Linked DNA regions of Mus musculus: region 2 is linked to region 1. Evidence: chromatin contacts called from public promoter capture Hi-C data. All regions are on one chromosome and are shown on one strand. The core of a region is the stretch at or near the end of the contact, and the rest is flanking DNA. Distances in the headings are between cores, read along the strand shown. Region 1 has its middle 25 kb from the start of Elovl5. Region 2 overlaps Cilk1 (ciliogenesis associated kinase 1).

Region 1 (5,850 bases), core at 963-3,462:
ATCTGTTAAACCCATTTGTTTCATAACTTCTGTTAGTTTCACTGTGTCCCTGTTTAGTTTCTGTTTTCATAATTTGTACTACCGGAGGATCCAGCAATACCTCTCCTGGGCATATATCCAGAAGATGTTCCAACTGGTAAGAAGGACACATGCTCCACTATGTTCATAGCAGCCTTATTTATAATAGCCAGAAGCTGGAAAGAACCCAGATGTCCCTCAACAGAGGAATGGATACAGAAAATGTGGTACATTTACACAATGGAGTACTACTCAGCTATTAAAAAGAATGAATTTATGAAATTCCTAGGCAAATGGATGGACCTGGAGGGCATCATCCTGAGTGAGGTAACCCAATCACAAAAGAACTCACATGATATGTACTCACTGATAAGTGGATATTAGCCCAGAAACTTAGAATGCCCAAGATACAAGATACAACTTGCAAAACACATGAAACTCAAGAAGAACAAAGACCAAAATGTGGACACTTTGCCCCTTCTTAGAATTGGGACCAAAACACCCATGGAGGGAGTTACAAAGTTTGGAGCTGAGACAAAAGGATGGACCATCTAGAGACTGCCATATCCGGGGATCCATCCCATAATCAGCTTCCAAACGCTGACACCATTGCATACACTAGCAAGATTTTGCTGAAAGGACCCTGATAGAGCTGTCTCTTGTGAGGCTATGCTGGGGTCTAGCAAACACAGAAGTGGATGCTCACAGTCAGCTATTGGATGGATCACAGGGCTCCCAATGGAGGAGCTAGAGAAAGTACCCAAGGAGCTGAAGGGGTCTGCAACCCTATAGGTGGAACAACAATATGAACTAACCAGTACCCCCCCCCCAGAGCTCGTGTTTCTAGCTGCATATGTATCAGAAGATGGCCTAGTTGGCCATCAGTGGAAAGAGAGGCCCATCGGTCTTGCAAACTTTATATGCCTCAGTACAGGGGAACGCCAGGGCCAAGAAGTGGGGGAGGGGGGGAGAGGGTATGGGGGACTTTTGGGATAGCATTGGAAATGTAAATGAAGAAAATACCTAATAAAAAATAAAAAATTAAATCACAAGGAATAGGAACATTTGCAACAGTAGCTAGTTTCTAAATGAATATACACAAATATAAACATTTACAATGTGTAATCAGAGATGATAAGCCACAAACTAGTAATGATGACAAGAAGCACACCTTTCTTTACAAAGAGGAAACTTTAAAACTGCAGAACACATTAACATATACCTGTTCTAAGCCACCATTATAGCTTTAAGCTATTCACGAGTAGCATGTGAAGAAAAATGGCAATAGAAAAATTTCAAAACCATTCAACTGATTAAAGCTTTGATAGGTGTTTATGTGTCAGAGGATTTTGAAACAGTGAAAGGTTAAGGCTGAATAGTTTTGAAAGAACAGCTTGGCAATACCCATAAACTTAAATTAACCCAATAATTACAGTCCTAAAAATTGATCCTTTAGACAATTCAGTGCAAAAACTAAATTAAGCATATAACTATTTTTTTTTCGTAAGAAAACACTTTATATATTGACTTTTTATAATTTTATGTGGCTTGCCGGCTTGTATGTCTGTGTGAGGGTATCAGATCATGGAGTCACAGACTGTTGCAAGCTGCCGTGTGGGCACCGGGACTTGAACCCAGGTCCTCTGGATGAGCAGTCAGTGCTTCCAACCACTGAGCCATCTCTCCTGACCCTTGAATTGACCAGCGTTGTTATAACCAGCATTTATTTAAAGTGTATCAAAGGTTTTCATCTTAAACACCACCCCTCCTGCTCCCTTCCACTCAACCCCCCAACACGAGGATCCTGTCTGTGTGTGTGCTGCTGTTTATCAGAACAATGATTTATGTGTCATCAGTGGTGAGAAATTAAGGCCGCTTGGGGAGCAGTGCCATAGCTCCTTCACTAGGAGGACAGGCCACTTAGAAGGTGGCTATGAGGGACTTCACCCCAGGGGTAGCACTTCTCTGAAGGATTTACAGGGAAGATATGAGTGTCTGATTCATTGCCTGGAGAGGTGTGCCATTTTATTCCAACTTTATCAGAATTTTCAAAACTTGGGGATTTTCTTCCTGGTTGCCACATTTTTTATTTCCTACAGAGCAACCTTTACTCAACAGAATTGATATAGACACTTCCGGACTGTGCCACCTGGCCCTTTGATGGCTTCTCCAGCCAAATCCTGAACTGCAGACTGTGGTGTGTCCAGTCCGAAAGCAGAAGTTGACCTCTCTGCAGACTTTAACCTGAGCACTGCTCACACTAAATGTGAGATGAATATGACAAGACAGCTTACAGCTTTCCGGAAATTCTAGTCCATGGAGGGCATGTTTAAGAATCGTCATGACAAAAAAAAAAAAAAAAGTCTGTTCTAAACAGAATTCCCTTATTCCAGTGGTTGATAGTTCTGAACACTGGGTAACATTTCTCCACAGGATCAATCAATGGAGCTTAAATATGTGATTGCAAGTAGACAAGAGAGACAGAAGCAAACATTGGCAGCCTTTCTGTTTTGACATGTGTGTGACTTTAATACGATGCGATGCGATGTTGTTAGAGAGTGTCAGTGCGCATACTCCCTTAGTCCAGCAGCTATAGGATGACAAACGAAACTTTTGTAAATTTCCAGGCAACAGAAACATTTGGACTTTTCTTTAAAAATAAATTTCTAATCCAGGGGAACAGAATGGTATCTAACTTCTCTCTCTCTCTCTCTCTCTCTCTCTCTCTCTCTCTCTCTCTCTCTCTCTCTCTTGTAGATCCCATACCCTCACTAAAATGTTCTGAGTGACCCAGCATGCAAGAACATGTAGCTGGTGCCTGTCTTCCCTGCTGCCTCAGTAAGATTGCTATTAAAATGCTTTTAACTCTATATTTTAAAAGATGTAGGCATGTTTTCATCACCCAGGGAACGTAGGCATGCTTGGTCACTTCTAGAAGCCATGACTGTTCTGATTTTACCAGGTTTCTCCCACTGCAGAACTTCACACTCTTGCAACTCATTCTCTTCCCTTGGCATAGACTTCGGGGATTCATTCCTGTTTCTGCATGCAAGAGGGAGCAAGCGGGTTGCTCCCTTCGTTACTTAATTGCATTCCACTGTCTGAGCACATCAGTTTATTTTTCCTGCTCTATTGATGGGCACCTGGGTTGTTTCCAGCTTTGGGGCTATTAGGAATAAAACTGCTATAAGCTTTCTTACACAAGGCTTTTTGTGGGCGAATGTTTTCATTTATTTTGTATAAACACTAAAATTGGTATTACTGAGTCATACAACAGATGTGTGCTTAACTCTTTAAGAAATGGCTAGCTTGCCAAAGTGGTTAAACCATTCTGTATTCTTACCAGCATGGATGAAAAGTTCTGTCTGCTTCATATTCTTGCTAACCTTGGGTGGTGTCTTAGAGTTTTACTGCTGTGAACAGACACCATGACCAAGGCAACTCTTATAAGGACAACATTTAACCTTGGCTGACTTACAGGTTCAGAGGTTCAGTCCATTATCGTAAAGTCAGGAACATGGCAGCATCCAGTCAGCCATGATATAGGAAGAGCTGAGAGTTCTACATCATCTTCCAAAGGCAAACAGGAGAAGACTGGCTTCTATCGACCTAGGATGAGGGTCTTAAAGCCTATGCCCAAAATGACACCTTCCTCTAGTAAGGCCACATCTATTCCAACAAGGCCACACCTCCTAATAGTGCCCCTCCCTGGGCCAAGCATATTCAAACCATCATAGGTGGATATCAGTCATTTAAACTTTAACTATATGAATTTCCAGCAATATTATAGTTTTAATTTTCACTTCTCTAACAACTAAAGATGTATTTATTGGATATCACTGTATTCAAATGTGTTTAGTGGACATTAATGTAATTTCTTGTGAAGTTTCTGTTTACTTCTTATTTTCAAAAATTGATAAGGGGGACCTCAAAAAACTAAAGAGCTTCAGTACAGCTAAGGAAAGAATCAGTTGAGTACTGAGGACAGCCACAGAGTGGTGGAGAATCTTTGCCTCTGACAGGAGACTAACATCCACAGTATATAAAGAACTCAAAAAAAAAAAAAAGAATTAAGAAATAAGTGGTCTTATTTAAATATTGGCTATAGATATGAACACAGAATTTTCCAAAGACAAAATACAAATGGCTAAGAATTACCTAAAAAATGTCCATCATCCTTAGCAACTAGGGAAGTGGAAGATGAGGCAACCTTGACAACAAATGCTGACAGGGACTGGGCAGGGGGCGGGGGCGGGCAGGGAATTCTCATTCGCCGCTGTTAGGAATACGCGCTGGGGCAGCCATTCTGGAAATCTGTGTGGAAAGTTCTCAAAATGCTAAAAGTAAATCTCCCATATGACCCTTCTGTACCATCTCTAAAGGACTTGACATCCCACACCACAGAAAGCACGGCTCAGCCATGTTCATCGCTGTTGTATTCTCAGTAACTAGCTGGCTAAATGTTCTCCCACAGATTAGTGGAGAATGAAAGTGTGCTCCATACAGGCAAGAACTGAGGACATAAAATTTGCAGGGAAATTATTGGATCTAGAAAAGATTACACTGGGAGAGGTAACCCAGAGCCAAGAGACAAATGTGTTCTCTATCTCTGATTCATAGTTCCAAATCTTCAGGCACAAGTACATAGTTTAAAGTGACCAAGGAGAATAGGGACATAGAAAGGCTATTATTGAGAGGCACTAGAGAAGAAATAGGATAGAGGTGATGTGAAGACAGAAATGGGGGAAAACCAGGGGAGGGTCTTGACTTGAGAAGGGCGAAGGGAAGTCAATAGTGAGGAGAGGGCAGAGGGAATAAATAACACTAAGGATGTTTGAAAAGTCCATAGGGAATCACGTTATATTCATCTAAAACTGTGTATGATGCATATATGTGCACCCAAATGTATATATTTTAGATGAAGCTATGCTAATTGTGGTGAAAATGCTTCCTCCAAGATTCATGGACCAGTCAACAAAACACTTGGTGCCAGGTATAAGAAGGCTACTTTCAAGTTGTTGGTCAGGGGAATCCAAGAGACTCCTAAGCCAGTATAGACTATTGTTATTGCTCTTGACTGCCTCCCAGAAGTTGAACTTAGGTCCTTATTGTTGTAGACACTATATATTTTGGACATCGGACTTAGAAGAATTGAGCTGGATCTGACCTGAGAGACTCTTCCCTGAGGACTAGCTTTCATAGTGCTGGACAGTGCCACACGCACTGCCAAAGGAGGAAAGCCACTGATAGCCTATCCATCGGTGACACCTATGAACCATGACAATGACCAGCATGGAAAGATAGTCCTAAGTTTGTAATAGTGGTGTTTGTATCTCGGCAGTAATGAACAGCTGTCCAACTGGCTTTTTAAGGCCCATTCGAGTGGAGGGAAGTCATTCCTAGTACTGAATACTTAGCCAACTACACATAGCTAGTGGGGTCATGGATCTTAGAGGAGAAACTAATGCTGTCATTTTGCTAAGCCAGTGTAATTTCTAACTTCATGCTAACTACGTATCACTATACCCACAGATAAGTGTAGCCTTCACCCCTTTTCAAAGAAGTGTCTCTTTGCAGCAGGCAGAAACCGTTACAGAGAACTAGTGGTCAAAACCCAGAAAACGACTGGCCATGGGTTGTTCCGTTTCACTTGACAGATCTACAGCACACCCCTTATATCAAGGTTCAGGGTGCACTGCATAAGAGAGGAACAGAGGTATTGTAAGGGCTAGGATTACAAAGCCTGCTGAGATGTGTTTCCTAGACATGTCACAGAAGTAGAAGCTACAGCTATGGATTCCTAACAATATGGCTGCCTAAACAATGCTAGGC
Region 2 (5,850 bases), core at 2,370-4,869, 260 kb before region 1:
AGAGTTGGAGGTGTGGCCTGGCTGGAGGGAGTATGTCTCTGGGGTTGGACTCTGCCAAACCCAGGCCCTATTTCCCTGTGCTCTCTCTGCTCGGTTGTCTGCAGTCAAGGTATGAGCCCTTAGCCTCCTGCTCCTGCTGCCATGCCTTTGCAGGCTCTAACCCATTGGAACCATAAGCCCAAATAAACTCCTTCTTCTCTAAGTTGCCTTTGTCACACCATTTTATCAGAGCGACAGCGGAGGGCTAATACTGATATGGAAAAGGTGGAAACTGAAGTCAGACTTCAGATCTCGAGCCTTCTCACAACACCATGGTACTGTGAAGATAAATGTATATGACCTTATGCACTGAAAAGGAAAATATTTCACACATACTCTCTCTAGCCAGAAGAAAATAACTGAGACGAAGAAACAAGTGTCCGTGTAGACACTCGACACTTACTGGCTGAAGATTCTTATTGTGGAGGGATGGGAAGAATGGAGGGCTTGGCTTGCCCTCCTGAACATGGCTCAGCTGCTCAGTCCTAGAGACATCGCCTTTGTAGGGGTGCACAGAATGCTGAGGGGGCTGACTGGCTTGGCTTGGTCGTGAAGAAATCAGCGTATATGCCTTGGCCGGGGCCTGGGCAGGAGGGGCTGGCTTGATGTAAGGAGGAGGGCCTGTCTTGTCCTGGACCTCTCTCTGTGGTTTTCCTGAGTCCTTGCTGATGATGCCCAGTGGGTGTCCGATCTGGAAGTAAGGATATCGAAGAGCCTAGAATGACAAATGAGGCATTAGGGGAAAGGCAAAGAAGGGACAGAGAGCACTGTTATGATCAATGGACGACAGCTCATGTGAACACTACAGGCTCTTAGCCAAACCTGCTGAATAAATCAATAGCCTGCATTGGCAATCCCTTCTGTTTTTCCATATCTGAGCTAAAATAACATTTACATATTAGTTGCAAGACTTAAAATTATTTGGATAAGGCAAATGGTATGAATCTGGGAATGGTGGGACAGACATGTCTCTAATCCTTGCACTCAGGAGTTTGGAGGGAGGAGGACCACAAGTCAAAGGCCAGACTTGGTTAAACTTGTTCAGGTGAGGCCAGCTATAAAAGATCTGGTCTCAAAATCAGCTGACTAACCAAACAGCAATAGCAAAGCAGGCAGTGGGAATCTCTGCCAATACTCAGGCAAAATCGAGAATACAGTACACAGTCACTCAAGCGTCCCCACTAAGACAAGCCTTAGAAGCAAGTTGCTATGAATAACTGAGTTTCTGGATAACCAAGGAGGAAGCTTGAACGTGTAGAAGCTTACAATTGTATGAAATTCTCTAGGTATTCCCTGGAAATTGTTAATGGATCTCACTGAAAGTAGCAGCATTTTCTTAATGAGTCTGGAACATAAGTTACAGACATCTACAACTATTATATGTAAGCACAGAGCCAAACCATGTGGGCACCCTGTCAGAGTCCTGGACTCTGGTGTGTAACCTGAAGAATTCTTTGTAACCCTAAGCATTTTCGAGTCTGATTTGATTTGGGGGCATTTTTAGCTTTTCTGATACTAGTCCTCCTTGGTTCTTGGTTCTATAAAAGCAAGAATAAAAGAACTTAGTTTAATATTTTAGGGGCATCCTATAAAAAATGAAGTGCTTCATGAGAAATTTTCCTTTCTGCCCTTAAGCCATTTGTGAGTTTCACCATCTAAAGTGCATACACTTTGTAACTCTTTAGGGTTCTGAGGAAGAACTTTTCTGTCCCCTTAACCTTCCCCCAACTGTCATCTCTCCAGCTACCACGAATTCTAACATTAAGCTGGCGCTTTTGTGAGAAATATCACAGATCTCCTCTCTGGCTAGAACTGGTCATTATTTGATGCTCCGAGCAGTGTAATGAATTGTTCATGAACCAAGCTGACAAAGGTGACACAACCAATGCAAAACCAGGCTTGCAGGGGGCAGGTGAGTGACGAGAGCCACCTCAGCTCTTTTGGGTACATTTCATAATTTATCAGTGTAGCCCAGGAAAGGCAGGCGGGCAGACAGGAGGAGAGCCCATTCAGAAGCCTGCCGCTTGGATTATAGGCACCTGCACTCTGCACCAACACTGAAGAAGTGACGAGGGGAAACCACTCAAACTATCTAAGACGTGGTTTTCTTACCTATAGAAGTGAAAACAAAAACATTTACTGTGTGGGGTTCTCATTAGGTTGAAATCACATAAAACAAACCATGACACGTGCAAAGTTATGAAAATGCAGGCTGCAGTTACCTGTCTGGCTCTATCCCTCTGCCGTTCTAGCTATCTGTACAGGAGGGAGCTGGGCTTGTAAGCTATGGTTACTTTTCAGCAATCCGTGCAGGCGTATCTCTCAACCACGGAATGATCCTAACTCCTACAGAACACATTTAAACACTTCTAAGGCTGACAGGTACACGGGTCTTTTCTGAACTGCCCTTTTCTTTTCTTTTCTTTTCTTTTCTTTTCTTTTCTTTTCTTTTTTTCCATTGGATATTTTCTTTATTTACATTTCAAATGTTATCCCGTCCCGGTCCCCCCCCCCCCCGAAACCCCTGAACCACTCTTTCTTTCTTGACAATTTTATGTTCATTTTCATTGCCGATCACATATGTATCACGTATTGTGACATATATGCTAATGTTCGAATCAAACACAGTTTAATCTGAACTATTTTAATTGTGTACAAGGTTCAGATTACCTTAAATTCCTCCAGTTCAGAGCAGTCAATACTATTTTTCAACCATGTTATCAGATGATAAACTTATAATTTATAGGAATATTCAGGGTTAGGTATAGATCTCCTAAGAAATGCTTTGAACAGAAAAACAACAAAACAAACAATCAATCAAACAAACAAATAGGCAAACCTGACTAGCGGTTGGTCGTTTCTTGGGATCCCACTGAAGCAAGTCTCTCAGGAGCTGAATGGCTTCGCTGCTAGCATTTGGGATTAGAGTCTTTAAGTTATTGGGTATGCACTGGGGCCAGAGGAAATTCATAGCACTTGACAGCTGGTAGCCTTCAGGCCAGTCAGTCTGCAGGAAAAGACAGGAAATGGCGCTCAGACTATTCGCTGTGACTTCTGTCAGGGGTCTTCTGTGTGCCCGTCACAGAAAGGCAACTGTGTCGTGCCTCCTGTGGCTTCACTAGAGATGCATATGATGAGGCCCGGGGCTACCCTAACACAGACTACCTCTCATGCCAACTGAGAAACACTAGAAAAGGTGGTGATTATCCGCCAGCTTAGTTTGTTTTGTAACCTTTATTGAAGCCTGTCCATCTCCGGAGGGCTGAGGATCGAAGTCCATGGCATTCTCTCTCCTGTGCTCCCTGACATATGGGTTTTAGAATCTGTTAGTATATTTTTAAGGGGAAAACAAAATAAAACGAGATAAAGCAAAAGACGGAGTCCTAACCCAGTAAGTTTGTGAAACGCCACGTGTCATCTATCACCAGCCTGACGTTGCTCACTTTCACACTGAGAAGACAGAGACACTGCTTGCTGTCTGCTCCACTCTCCACGTTTCACACACCCCATGTCCGGGGCACTGAAGGCTGGAGAGAACCATGGGAAATCTGAGCAGCTAGGCGTGAGCCTCTCCAGCTTCAACACTACTGTTTTGTGAGGCACCCTGCAATAGAATTTTGACCTCTTCCTGGAGCTAACAGTTACTATGAATACTATCCAATCAGATAGTTCCCGAGAGAATGCTTAGTGTTTGTTGAGTATCCAAAAATAATTCAATATAAATCCTTCCCTTAAAAATATCGCCGTCTTTAAAAGACAAAATATGGCATTTCTTTTAAAATATAATAATTAAAAATGTCAAAAGCCACCAGAGGGATAGATCAAAGAGGGAGAAGGTCAGAGGAAGGAGGCCAGCCAGCAGAGGATGTGGACAACGTTATCATTCAAACAACTAAAAAATAAAAAACAAAAAAGAAGGGCTGGAGAGATGGCTTAGAGGTTAAGAGTACTAAGTGCTGTTCTAGAGGTCCTGTGTTCAATTCTCAGCAACCACATGGTGGCTCACTACTATCTGTAATGAGACCAGATGTCTTCTTCTGGTATGTTTGAAGACAGTTACAGTGTACTCCTATACATAAAATAAATAATTCTTTAAAACAAAAAACGAAAGAAACTTTGTCTACTATGTATAAGGCCCTAGGTTTGAGTCATAAGCCACTCAGCCTCAAGACTGGTCCTTCAGGGACTATGATGAGACCACAGACAGAAATAGGAGCCGGAGAAAGGAAGTGTGTTTAAAGGTAAGCTCTGTGCTTCAGGTGAATTGGGCCAGAGGTGACTGAGAGAGGAGGGAAGGCACCAAATAGCTGGAACAGTTACAAAGGTGGAGTGTGTGTGTGTGGGGGGGGATAGAGAGCACCTTTGGAAGGCTCAGAACACATATGCATATGAATGGAGGTCTGTATAGGGTTAGCCAGTATAGAGAGAAAACAGAGAAGGACAAACATCATAGTTGTAAGCATAAGGAAGGGGAGAAGAGGCCTTGCTAGAGAACCTGAGCAGAGAAGAATGGTCAAGGCCTAGGACAATCTCAAGTGTGCCAGAGCTGTACAGTACTGGGGAGGGGCAGAGCAGGAAGCTGCTGGCTTTGGCCCACGAGCCTTTGTTCTGTTCATTACCTTCTTTGGTGTTCCCAACACTTGGCAAATTTTGAAAATTGTGTCAATTTCACTGGCCCCAGGGAAAAGGGGCCGGAGCGTGTACACCTCCGCCATGATGCAGCCTACCGCCCAGATGTCAATGGGGGAGCTGTAGTTGGTGGATCTCAGCAGTACCTCTGGAGCCCTGTACCTGGAAAGACAAAGTTAACAGCTAGCTATTGCTTCTACTGGTCAGAAAATAAATTCAGTAACTCTCAGTAAAAGTATGTCGTTTCCCTAAATGCAATGTGGTATGGGGGCTTATGAGGACTCGGTAGCTGTCATGGCCAATAATAAAAACTATTAGTCTTAGGGTTGCAGAGGTAGCTCACTGGGTAAGGGCGACTGCTGTTGCTGTGCAAGCAGGAGAAACCGAGTTCAAATCCCAGCACCCGAGTAAAAAGCCAGGCACAGCTTCTAGTGCCTGCAACTCCAGTACAGCGGAGCAGAGACAGGTGGGTTTCATGAGCTTGTTGGCTACCCGGCTCAGCCAAAAAGGTGAGCTGACAGTGACAGAGGAGGACACCTCTGACCACCCCCCACCCCTGTGTGAACACCATACACACATGTGCAGTGCATGAACCATATATACACATATACCCCACACATATACAAAGAAAAGAGAGGGGAGGAAGGAAGAACGAGAAAGAGAAGAAATAGGAATCCAATCAAGGCTTCTTCAACCTTTTCCATTTATGTCTCTGTTTCCCCGCAGAAATTTTTATATTTCCTCAGTAGGTATAAAAATGTAAAGATTATTAGTAACAAATCACACACTTATCTTAATCTATTCTTTAGTGTACATATAATCTTACCATTTATTAAAGAAGAAAGCAAAAATTCACCTTTGGGACTGGAAAGATGGCTCAGCAGTTAAGAGCACTGACTGCTCTTCCAGAGGTCCTGAGTTTAATTCCCAGCAACCACATGGTGGCTCACAACCATCTGTAATGGGATCAGATGTCCTCTTCTGGTGTGTCTGAAGAGAGCAACAGTGTACTCATATACATAAAATAAATATTTTTTTTTTCGAGACAGAGTTTCTCTATGTAGCGCTGGTTGTCCTGGAACAACTCACTCTGTAGACCAGGCTGGCCTTGAACTCAGAAATCCGCCTCCTTCTGCCTCCCAAGTTCTGGGATCAAAGGCGTGCGCCATCAAACCTAGTGAA

Evidence for each region. Capture Hi-C pulls out chosen DNA fragments and counts their contacts.
Region 2: a contact with region 1 is called in a promoter capture Hi-C map of liver. The contact joins two enhancer-like sites. A contact is called at or near these places in 1 of 115 datasets of contacts at active chromatin or transcription factors (pancreatic cancer cells) and 1 of 9 other capture datasets (liver).

The regions. Positions count from the first base shown.
Region 1 is chr9:77,888,998-77,894,847 of GRCm38.p6, reverse strand. No RefSeq gene overlaps it. Among named protein-coding and RNA genes, the nearest start is that of Elovl5, 25 kb to the left of the region's middle. Within about 2 kb of position 2,212, at least 5 of the 459 cell types and tissues checked have an H3K27ac peak or open chromatin away from gene starts, as enhancers often do. A contact at or near this core is called in liver, where this site is marked.
Region 2 is chr9:78,152,545-78,158,394 of GRCm38.p6, reverse strand. Cilk1 (ciliogenesis associated kinase 1) reads right to left here. Exons shown (of 14, transcript NM_019987.2): 7 at 4,659-4,830; 8 at 2,879-3,046; 9 at 443-754. Among named protein-coding and RNA genes, the nearest start is that of Rn7sk, 20 kb to the left of the region's middle. Within about 2 kb of position 3,619, at least 8 of the 459 cell types and tissues checked have an H3K27ac peak or open chromatin away from gene starts, as enhancers often do. A contact at or near this core is called in liver, where this site is marked.